Regions from separate parts of the Zea mays genome. Here region 1 is linked to region 2. A link is a contact called in public Hi-C data. All regions are on one chromosome and are shown on one strand. The core of a region is the stretch at or near the end of the contact, and the rest is flanking DNA. Distances in the headings are between cores, read along the strand shown. Region 1 holds the start of LOC100381842 (Polyketide cyclase / dehydrase and lipid transport protein). Region 2 holds the start of LOC103652462 (protein MON2 homolog).

The links. A called contact is a pair of places that touch in the nucleus more often than the background predicts.
Region 1: a Hi-C map of ear shows a contact between it and region 2, with 4 times the contacts expected there. The contact joins the promoter of LOC100381842 here to the promoter of LOC103652462 in region 2. A contact is called at or near these places in 6 of 25 Hi-C or Micro-C datasets (ear, endosperm, leaf and 1 more).

What each region holds. Positions count from the first base shown.
Region 1 is chr3:197,806,828-197,812,817 of Zm-B73-REFERENCE-NAM-5.0, forward strand. LOC100381842 (Polyketide cyclase / dehydrase and lipid transport protein) reads right to left here and starts at 1,855. Exons shown (of 4, transcript NM_001318216.1): 1 at 1,242-1,855; 2 at 937-1,132. The coding sequence starts at 1,555. It overlaps LOC103651154 (a long non-coding RNA gene), which reads left to right and starts at 4,293. Exons shown (of 4, transcript XR_564595.3): 1 at 4,293-4,628.
Region 2 is chr3:197,568,839-197,574,891 of Zm-B73-REFERENCE-NAM-5.0, forward strand. It overlaps LOC103652462 (protein MON2 homolog), which reads right to left and starts at 4,390. Exons shown (of 44, transcript XM_020550458.3): 1 at 4,020-4,390; 2 at 1,436-1,621; 3 at 546-635. The coding sequence starts at 4,124.

The DNA of each region.
Region 1 (5,990 bases), core at 605-3,104, 240 kb after region 2:
GCACCACTCTAGGAAGATGATTAGTTGTATGATATACATACACATATATGAAGATACTTTCTGTTCAAATAGTATGGCACATGCAGGCATGCAGCCTGTAAGTAAGGCAAAAAAAATCTGATGTCTCCATTATTGTGGTAACATGAATACTAAATCTAGAGGATGAGCTCATATTAGTCTATGCAAATTTTTAATCCAGTGAACCTAACAAATGACTAACTTGAGATTCCCATCCCAACAATTAACAGCTATCGCAAAAATCAAACTGGTGCTTATTGCTAGTTCAGGTAAGGTAATATTTTTCTAGATTTCACCATCACTTGGCTAAACAAGAGCACAGATCTTTTTCAGTGCCAATAAATAGTGAATTATGAATTAACAATATCACCAAAAGCATAACTATTAACATTTTTAGCATGAAACTTTAACTTCCACAAAGGACAGTATTCGGAAGCACAAATGTATCGTAGTTCCTAGAGTTAATTGAATTTAAGAACCTTGTCAATACAAAAAGTATTTATAACTTGCACGTATTCTGCAGAAACATACAAGATTCCATAAGAAACTATGACAAACAAACAAGAAACCAGTCTAGAAGTACACCGATCAGTTCGCAAGTAGTCAAATTATAGAAAGGTGAGAGCGCATGATAATAACTTTTTCGAGTATATCCATTTGACACTCAACATTAGAAACACACAATTAAATCATACTAGAGGTTTTGCAGATAGATAAATTATGCTAGTGGCTTCCTACAAGCATGCTAAGAAATATAAAGGCGCAAATAGGTAACATATCAAAAGTCCTGTGTGATTTGTTAAAAAAAGGGTCGAATGTGTGATGAGCCTTGAAAGTAGGCCATTTCCTTATACCAGATGTTATTGTCTTCATTCATAAGGTATGCCATAACCTACATGTTCATTTCACAATTCTCACCTTGATATACCTGGGCTTCTCCATCTCCACACGGGAGACATAACTTTCAACAAGGAACTTGAATCCAATCTCGAGCTCTGCATCAAATGAGCCATCTTCATGGCACCTAATAATCCTGGACCGCTGGCACCATGGCACAAAGTCCTCGTAGAGGTCCACTGACGCGACAACAGCAAACATCTGGTCTGGTGAGTACCTGATTTCACCAAAGCAGTCACAATAACGCCACAATCCCCAACGATTTCCACGTTATTATAAATCAATCTCCAGAACTACCATAAGGCAACTCTCGATTGACCGCATACCCAATCACGCGCCTCTCCTCATAGACCTTGGAGAGCACGCCCCCCTCCTCCCCGTCGCCGCACCCGAAGAAACACCTCGTCTGCGTGCGCGTCATCCGCCCCGCGCCAATCACGCCGGTCTGCGGATATGCCCACCGGCCGCCATGCTCGAGCACGCGCCCGCCGCCGCCGAGCGCAGCCAGCGTGCTCGAACACCTGGCATTGGCGACCAGCTCCCCCGCGCAAGTGGAGCACTCGCCCTCCCCGCCGCACCTCCGCGGGACGGAAGATGCCAGCCCCCTCCTTCGAAGCACCGACCTCGCGCACGGCAGCATCGTGGAGGTGCACTATGTGCGATCCGGCTGTCGACGGCGGGAGAGGGGAACCCTAGATTCGGGCCGCGGCTCGGGGCGGTGCTGGCGTCGCAGGAGAAGGTCCTGAAGCCTGGAAGGAGGGCCGGAGGGATTGGCAGAGGCACGAGGAATTGGAGCTCTTGGTTTGCGGTGGGGGAAGCCGAGTTTGGAAGAAAAAAAATCTGCACGGCAGTGCCGGCGTGCCGCACAGGGGCTGCGCATGCGCTGCGGCACCTGTCCCGAATCCTGATTGAGGACGCGTGGCGTGGAAGCGCATCCACGGCGAAGGACGACATCGCTTCTGGACAGGCTCCGTTGCGCGAGTTATTTGACTTCGTAACATTCTGGTCGCGCGACTTCGCCACTTTATTACTTAGCTAAGCTTCGCCAGTTTGTTATTATAGATCACACACCCGTGTTAGGACATGTTTGTTTACCCCCATAGATTATATAATCTTATATAATCTGAGTAGTCCTGTTTGTTTACCCAGATTATTTGAGTTGTTAATAGGATTCTTTTGTATGAGGAAGACAAGAATGCCCTCTATATTTGTACTAGGTTGAAACTCATATATGAAAAAAAATAATTCAATTGACATTGGCAAATATTGCATTAGCAATATTATCACGGAAGACATTCATGTCACCTTCTTCATCTCCAAATTGACTAGTACTAGGCGCAAAAACGATTCGGTGGATTATAATGGCAATGGTGGGTAATTTCTAGGAAACTTGAAAGGGTAGTGGGGAAGTGGGAAAAAAATAATCTGAAATAAGCACCTCCTCACTTGCTTATGGATTATCATAATCCAAGGGGTTAGATTATATAATCTGGGCAAATAAACTGGACTGTTTGTTTGCCTCTTAGGATTATTTAATCCAGATTATATAATCTAGGGGGTAAACAAACAGGACCTTAGTTTGGGACTGTTAATCTACCGGCCTCTTTAACCTTTTCTGAGCTACGGTAAAAGTCAATTTTGTCCCTCGAGATAACCGCGGCGAACGTGACGCAGCTGCGGTGCGTGACGGAGTACCTGGAGATGACGGAGGACCACCAGGCGGACAACCTCGTGGCCCGGGCGGAGGCGTACCTGGCCGAGGTGGCGCTGTGGAGCCTGGACGGGGCGCTGGAGGTGCTGTGCAGGTGCGACGGCCCCGTGGCGGAGCAGGTCGGGCTGGTGGCCCGCTGCGTCGACGCCGTCGCCGCCAGCGCGGGCAAGGAGCAGCTGGTCTCCGGCCTGGCGCACCTGGAGACGTGCGACTACGCCGCCGCACGCTGCCGGGAAGACTGGTGGGTGGAGGACTTCTCCTTACTCCGGATCGACCATTGATCTGTGTCTGGTCAAACTTTTCCAGATCAATGTATATGCATGGAGTTAAATTGTATAAAAATTGACAAAAAAAACATGACATTTGTAGGATCAAACAGAATAAGTTTAGCTGATCAAATAGAATAAGAACATATTTGATTTAGTGTCAATGAATTCCATTTCTGACGGTAGCCTAAAGCCCTTTGTAATCAGGTCAAGCGCATCCTTTGCACAAGCTGTTTGCTTTGTCATTTCTTGATCGGTTTTGTGTCTAGAGAAAAGAGAACTCGTTGGCTGACCAAATGTTTTGCTGCGGGAAAAAAAACCAAACAAAAAACAGGCACATCCATCTCTGATGGAGTCGGAGTGCAAGCGGCTGTGCAAGCTGATCGACTTGCCAGAAGCTGTCGCAGGACGCGTCGAGCCACGCGGCGCAGAACGACCGGCTGCCGATCCAGATGGTGGTGCGCGTGCTCTACTTCGAGCAGCTCCGCCTCAAGTCGTCCTTCTCGGGCGGCGGGTCCGGGTGCGTCGGCTTGGGCGGCGCCGACGGGTCCTTCTCGCAGCGGTTAGTGTGCAGCAGCAGCGGCGTGCCGAGATCGTGCGTCCATGAAGGATGACTTGAGACGAAGCTTTGTACCTTCATGCAGCCAGGTGAAGGGAAACAGAAGCAAGACGGTTGTGCGGGATGCAGACGGCGGCGCGGAAGCAAGACGGCTGCGCGGGATGCAGACGGCGGCGCGGGTACCAGATCCTAGTTCAGACGGGGCCGCGGGCACCAGATCCTTGTTCAGACGGGGCGCGGGCACCATGTGGCAGATGGCCGCGCGGAATGCAGACGGCGGCGCGGGCACCTTCTGTTGAGTTACTCCCGTCTGCTCTCGCGGTTAGGGGTAGATTAGTACACAGGTGTGTGCTCCCTTCATCAAGCGCAAGAAAACAGACGCTTACAGAGTGCGGGAGATTAACAGTCTCAAACTGGTGTGGGTGTGTGCTTCATAATACCAAACTAGCGAAGCTCAGCTGCGGAGTAATAAAGTGGTGAAGCCGCGACGAGGACGTTACAAAGTCAAATAACTTCCGTTGCGCTCGTTCGGCTCGGCTCATTTGTGTTTCTACTCTGCTCGATTCAGCGTCTGCTTACTTGCAAGCGTATGCCTGAGACGCATTTTGCTGCGGATGGTATAAAAGCTCTCCTGTGATCCCTAATCTTTATCTTTACTATACGAATCTTGGATCTATTCTTGAAAAGAGGAGATAGCCACGTAGCTTGCCAAAAACAGTACCGTGTGATAAAGCTGGAACGGTAGATCGTTAAGCTCTGAGTTTTCTCGGCCCACCGATACTCTCTCGCCTCTGTAAAATATCTACCCGTGTGATTTTTGTTTGCAGACAGTCATATACATTCGCAACGCACAACGAAGCAGCCATCAATCCTTCCGTATGAAGAGAAGCTAGCGGCTCATTGCATGTATGAATCACTTTCTGCACACTGTTTCCAAATCATGTCAACATCGACTCTTCTGCTTGGCTCTGAGAATCCCCAAATCTCATCAGCACCAGCACCCACTCCACCCTCCCAATCCTGTCAACCCAAACTTCCCTCAAATCTGAATATCAAATCACCTCTCCAATCCTCCCCAAATCCCGCTTTGCCCTGATGATCCCTAAATCTCATCACCACCAGCACCCACTCCCCTCTCCAAAAACTATCAGCCCAAACGCCCCACTCAAATATAAAGGTATGTGCAATTTTTCTTTCTTGCACGACGGGAGCAAGCTTACGCAGGATAACGATGCTCTGGGTGGAGGCTGGGGCCGAGTGAATCAAATAAAGAGGGTTAGGTGCTTGGGGATTTTTTCTTCCATACTTCTCTGTTATTATTTTGCCAAGTACGGATCGGCTGCTTGCTAAAAGCGGTCTGCTCAAGCTGCTGCAATTCCAACTTGCTCCTTCAGTTTTTTTTAAGCATTTTCCCCTGTTTCCCTCTCTTTTACAAAGTAGAACAGTAAAAAAACGTGTTGTTTCTTTTTATATTTAATTTCAAACTTAGAAGATTGTTGTTGACGCTTTTTCGGAGCGCCAAATACTCAAGAAGAACCGGCGGCGGTGCTCTTCTGGTCAGGGGCGGACGGTTCGCGGCCTAGGGCCGGACGGTCCGCGACCTGGCGTGAGGCGGCGGTGCTCTCTGGTTAAGCACGGACGGTCCGCGGCATAGGGCCGGACGGTCCGCGACCTGGTGCAGGAGCTCGGGTTCCCTGCCTGATGACCGGACGGTCCGCGCCCTAGGGCCGGACGGTCCGCGCGTACGCAGGGGCGGCGGAAGATCGCCGGCGGCGCCTGGATCTCGCTCCTGGGAGGGACCCCGTCGGGGAGGAGAGATCCTAGGGGTTGTCTAGGCTCGGGTCGGCCGACCTAGACTCCTCTAATCGGCGTAGAGTCGAAGAGAGGCACAGAATTTGGGGATCGAGAGACTAAACCTAAACTAGACTATAACTACTCCTAGGATAAAATGCGAAATAGAAGTTGTATTGATTCGATTGATGATTATAAATCGGTCGTAGACCTCTCTTTTTATAGAGGAGGGGGGCTGGACCCTTTACACGACTGGATTCCGAGCTAATTCCGCAAATCTAGCCAACAAACATAGCACAAAACTCGGAACCCTAAACTGCTCTGCGCATGCGTGGACCGTCCAGCCCACATGCGCGGACCGTCCGCCCGCTCAAAATGAAGCTCAACATATGCCCCCTGCCTTTTGGTGGAGCTGAGCAAACCAAAAACAACTAACTCGATGTGATTACATCGGTTCTCTTAGGCATCTTGCCACATACTAGGATGGTACTGTTTGAGGAAACGCCCATTCAAAGTCTTAGGCAAGTCCTTGCCTTGTAATGTTTGTAGCAAATAGGCGTTGCCAGACATCACCTGTTTTACTTTATAAGGACCTTCCCAGCTTGGTGACCATTTCCCGAACTTCCGGTCTTTATTTCTTAGAGGCAGAATGGTCTTCCACACCAGATCCCCTACTTGAAATGATTTTGCTTTGACCTTCTTGTTGTAGGCCCTGGCTACCATGATCTTGTCCTTTTCTATTTCTCTC
Region 2 (6,053 bases), core at 3,140-5,639:
CCTTCCCCTCATCACCGTTCCAGTGTTCCTGCCAAGCTGAGTGATGGCACACAACCTCACCATTCCTGCATAACGAGATTGGGAGCCGCACGTGCAACATGATCACCCAATGCCAGCAGTTGTGTTGCCGCAGAAAATAAGCCAAGCTTAGGCCATGGCTTTTCTCTCTGCTGATGAGAGCACCAGTGGCAACCTTGTTCATCTCTGGATCTTCATAAAAAAGTTGAAAAAGAAGACAAACCTCTAAACAGGATAGCTTTTTATCCAGCAGCTTGTGTGAGAAGTGGTTTCTCTGTGCAGCTAGAAAAAACAGCTTATAGAGAAGTTTAAACTGTGTCGAACAGGGCCATAATCCACACGAGAAAGACAAAAAAAAATCCACAGTGTTATCATCAGGTGATGGCATGTTGGCTCATTAATGTGGTCATATGTTTACTATTTTGATAGATAGAAGCTTTCACATGTTCAAAGGTTAGCTAAACACATGGCATGTAGGAAACCTTCCACACAAAAGCAATAAAATTATAGCTACTGATAGTTGATACCTCACTTTCAGGATGTAGATGTGATTGAAAGAGAATCAACATCGTTTGCAAAGTCTTTAGTTGAACAATCTCATCAGTCATCTCTGCGTGCTGCAACAAACAAACAACAGAGTTCAGAAACAATGAGTTCAAGATTGCAGCTATAACTACAGATGATTATGGAAATCAAATTTTGTCATGAGAGTTGAAGAGAAGAAACATAAACATAAAGGTTCAAATAAAAAGTACTATAATAAACTTCTAGATTGATAAATGTGGGTTTGGAATTATTGTGTCTGTAAAACATGATCTCAAACTCAATTAAGAAAAACAGTAATGGGGTGTTTGGTTTGTGGAATGGAATGAGTCAATCCATCACCACCTCACACAAGCTAATAAATAACACTAGTATGAGGAATGAAATCATGGTGCATCATCCCATCTAGAACCCAGGTTCAAGTACTCATCGAGGTGAATATGGGTGCATATTTTCTTATTAATATTAATATAAAGCCACCTAGTTCCTTCTAGGTTGGTCTAAAAGTTTTTTTAAGATGACAGGATCACAGGAACCCGGGTGGTGGAGGTGTACAGCCACGCCTCCCACCAACTGAGCTAGCCTAAAACAATTTGGATTAGCTGGAGCTTATAGGAATCTGCTAAAAAAGCTCTATCTGATCCAAACAGCCCAGCTTATAGACCACACCCAACCAACCAGCTCAGAAGAAGATATAAGCTAGCTCTCCCTAGCTATTGCAGCTTATAGAAAGGTGAGTTGATCCGAACTGGGCCTAAGTTCCTAAATGGCATGACAGCCAAAAGATAATGCAGAATATCATGTTTGATTTGTACATTTATCAATGAAATTTCAAAATAAACAGAATGAGGGCAAAAATTAACTAAGAACTCACATCCTTCAAAGTCGCTAGTATATCCTTCAGCGCAGATGATGCAACAGCAGCGTGTGATATAAGCTTTTGCAAACAGGATAGTCCTATGACACTCAACTTCACTGATTTGACATTACATGCCATCAGAAACATCCGCAGTATATCTTCATTTTGAGCTATTTCACTTGGGGCAGATAGAGATCGGAGCTTCAAGACCAAAAAAGAAATAAAAAATGATACCTTATCAACGAACAAGTAACACTTATGATACATACTAATACTGAGATGTATAGAAAGTCATAAATTACAAGAATTTTGCAGAACTATAGGAAATGGATAAAAAGTATTCTCCTTGACTGATAATCAACAAACATTATTTATTTGGATTACAAGAGAGAGAAAAGAGGCCCCTGGCACTATAAAGATTAAAAAATGAAAGCTACCTTTTATGAGATAGATGGAATGCTTAACCATTCTATGGCAAAATAACATAGATGAAAGAGATTCATCCCAGATGGTCATGGAATAAAGCTAATAATTGGTTACATCTGCCATAGTGATACAAAAACTGCCTAAAAATATAATAAAATCGAAACAGTGCATGAGTTTCTATAGGTTCAAACTCTTCGGCAAAGAGTGTGATGATATTAGTGTTCCAAAAGGTGTAATTTCGTCTACGCTTAATCACCTAGGCCATGGGCAGCTAATAAAACACAGGAGTAGGAAAATCAAGAGCCATGAGAACTGGCGGGCAGGAGTGCAGGAAAAAGAGGACTGTCGACGAATTGATTATCATGAAAATTCAGTAGTTGTGTTGTGATTTTCGTCTCTGTTTACTGTTTGTCAGATTGAGTGCATCATGCCTCACGCCTTGTGAATCTGTGATGCTTTAAGGCTTTAAGCTTTATATTACTCTGCCTTGTGAATATGTATGTAATCAGCTCCTATTGCAACATATGTATCAATATATGAGCCTCCTGATCTTGCTTCCAAAAAATGTGCACAGGCTAAGCTGTCCTCCTGGGCACTAGGTAGCGTAGCACCTAGCACCTATTAGAACCTTGGATGCATTGGAAATGAAGTTATGGTCAGTTGGTCACACTCTTTAGACACATGCCGACACACATAAAAGCGGGGAAACACCCAACCTTATACACATAGAAGTTCTGAAGACCACTGGAAATGATAACAGCAATCCAACATTGGATATAGTTTCCATTTTCCAAGCTAAGCTTACAACTTCACATGAGCCATCGAACACATGACTACTAGCCTACTACTACCTTCATTCCAAATCATAAGTCATTTTGGCTTTTTTTTAGATAGACACATAGTATCTAGGTGCATAGCAAAAGCTATGTACATAGAAAAGCCAAAATGACTTACAGTGGAACGGAAGGAGCAGTTAATAGACCCTTCAACTTGAAGAAACCAGTGAAGTTCCTTCAGCTCCACATGGTTTGTGTTTCTTTGGGCATATGGTGCTTACGCTTCTCCAAAAAAACCATGAAAACAATGTGCTTTTGATATGGACTTGAGATCTCCAGTCCAAAACTCACAAAATCGGTACAACCAAATTCACAAAATCGGTTCCAAGCATCTGAGCAAAAGCAATATAACCCCCGACTCAGTGGCGGAGCTACATGGTATGCCGTATATGCCACGGCATACCCTGTGAGCGGATGTTCTCCCTCGGTCCCTCTGGTATGGCTGCGGGCGTCTGCTACCTGTGGCTTGCCGCTGAGCCTGCGTCCGGCCTGCTGCCTGTGGTCTGCTACCTGCGGTCTGCTGCCTGCCCGGCCTGCCCCTCCCAAGTTGGTGTGGCCACGGCAACCTTGTGGCCGGGCAGCTGACGGTAGAGGCCTCAAGGATTGTGTGCAGGGCGTAGCTTGGTGTGTTATCAATACATGTTGACATGTCACTGGACATAAACACTCGTGAGATCCACGTGACACTCATGAGATCTATAACATTTATGTTCCTTTGAAAGGCAGTCAACAAATAATGTGTAAATCTCTAATGCTCCTTTATGGTTGTATTTGAACTATCAATATGAATTTTAAACCATTTATATTGTATTTAATGGATGATTTAACTTAATCCTTGAATTTAGATGTTATTGCGTTACTTAGTGCATCAATAATGAATCACGATGCTTCTATAATTATTATATAATTAAAAAATAAATTTACCGAGTTTATGTATGAAAATTTTGAACGGCATACCCTTAGATAAAATCCTAGATCCGCCACTGCCCGACTTCCCCTCAAATGTCAAAGTCATTCATCGTTCTACACCACGTAGAGGATAGACTTGTCTAACCATTAATATAACTTAACCACAATGCACAAATTGCAGAGGTTCCAGCTGTCTATATCACTAATTCTAACACTCTGATATAGTGACATCGCACAATCGCATAAAAGACTAGAATATTGTCAACACTTCCAAATTTCAATTACCGGCCTAAACGTTGGTGTGCTACCCCGCCGCTAAATGGATCCGGAACTGGCGAGGGCGCTGAAGGAACGCGAAATGGGTGTCGGTATCATGATCACTGCTGAAGTGTGCGTACTGCGCACTGCTTTGGTAAGGAGAGGCGTACCTTGAGTATAGCGTGCTCGGCGGCGTCTTTGACAGCGGGGTGGCGGCGGCGTGCCTCAGCGGAGAGAGCGCGCAGATCGGCCTCCAGCGCCGCCATGAAGACCATCTCCTCCTCCGCCGGCCTGCTCCTCCTCAGGCGGAGGAAGCGATGGTGAGACCAGGGGTTAGGTTTTTGGCCTGCGCTCACGCGGGGATCGGAAGCGGGAGGGCGCGCGGCACGGGACAAGTGAGATCTGAGAAGAGACGGGGACCAGCCGACCAGGCAGGAGGGACAGACGATGTTTAGTTGCCTTCGCAGGAAGAAGGTCGCCCCGCCGTTCGTTCTGGATCTCGCGGTTAGCTGAGCATCTTGGTATAATAAAATAGCTCTCTTGTTATGATGTTTTTCTTTTTTGTCCTTTATCTATTGATTTTTTAAAATTTTAACTTTTTAAAACTATTTTTTAAAATAACATGAGACAGAGAAAATCAAAACTAATCTACTTAGTTAAGGTCATGCGTTTTTAAGAAACTGATTTATAAAAATTAATGTGGTTCCGAACATACCAGTTTATGATTTAGTTTATAAAAATTAGATTCTTAGTTTCATAAAAATCAAGAAGTTGACATCTCCTGGCTAAAAGATAAAAAACGGGTTTTCTTAAAACTGGGTTGCTTCTAAATATGGTCTAATTCAATTCGATCACGAGTTGACCAATTAGGTATCATTTGGTTCACAAAATATCAATAAGGTGTCGTTTAGTTCACGAAATGTAACGTAAATGGCAGCGGTAATGATTCACACTTAATTATCAGTGGTAACAAGTTTAAATATAACGGTATCAGTTTTTAGTGTGATATCTAATTACAGTTAGACTTAAACAAACATAGTTTAACGTTATCGGTTATCGTTTATGTTACAAATATGTGAACTAAACAGCACCTAACATGATTCCTTTGTCGCGCTACCGACTCAGGTGCGGCACTTGTCGTGCAATTTCATCTAGTGCGACAGGGGCAAGGAGCCACACGCAGGCCTCCATCAACTCAGCCTATTCAAAGCCCACGTCAACACGCCTTAGCGTTCCGCTACCCGTCGTTGGTAGTCGTGCCCACCTTCACCCCTCGTCCTCGTCCTCCCCCTCTTCCTCTATATGTGTCTCTATTCTCCTAACTTTACATTCGCCTCCCCATCTCAATGGCAAGACATTTTTGTTGTTGTTTGCAATATAATTTCTAGCTAAAATTAGTAGTCTTTATGTCATAGTTAGTTACTTAAGTTGTTTGCAGCAGACATGTATATGATCGTGCAAGACATCGTTTAGTACTGTAAAACACACGGTTTATAAACTGTAGTTTGAAATATGAGATAGGATAGGAAAAGCTGTTGGAGATAGCCTTGGGTGTGTTTGGTTCAGCTTTCTAAGCTAGATTCATTGTAAAAAATAGGATCCCAACCAAAAGGTTTCAGGACCTGAATAGATTTATATAGTCTATAAAATTCTCTGTTCAATCCAGAATCTCCTACCCCAAATGTTCGTATCATAGAAACTGCTCGCACTCTTTTGATATCTTCGTTTGTCCCCTTGCATTTTTTTGGTGTGAAACAGAATCTACCGTTGTCTACCTCATCAATAGACAACCATCATCAAAACTCTCTAGCAAAACTCTCGGTGAAGTTCTTTCTAGAACTCCACACTATGACTGTCTTTCGAATGTAGGTCTGGAAAAAAAGATCGAGGCTCGAGAGCTAGCTCGAGTTCGAGCGGCTCGCGAGCCGAGCCAAGCTAGGTTTCCGAGCTTGTTGGTGTAGCGATCAGAGCCGAGCCGGCCCAAGAGTTGTTCCAAATTAATCAACCTATACAATAATGATGGATATTAGATAAATTTATAGATATCTGACTCGTACCTTGGCCTTTGATGATGGATATATGACAATTTATAATTTAGATTACTTATAATGTTGAATGATGATTATATATTTCACATCTATATATTATTAAGTCACTATATAATGCAATATTATTTAGAAAGATGCAGCTCGCGAGCCGACTAC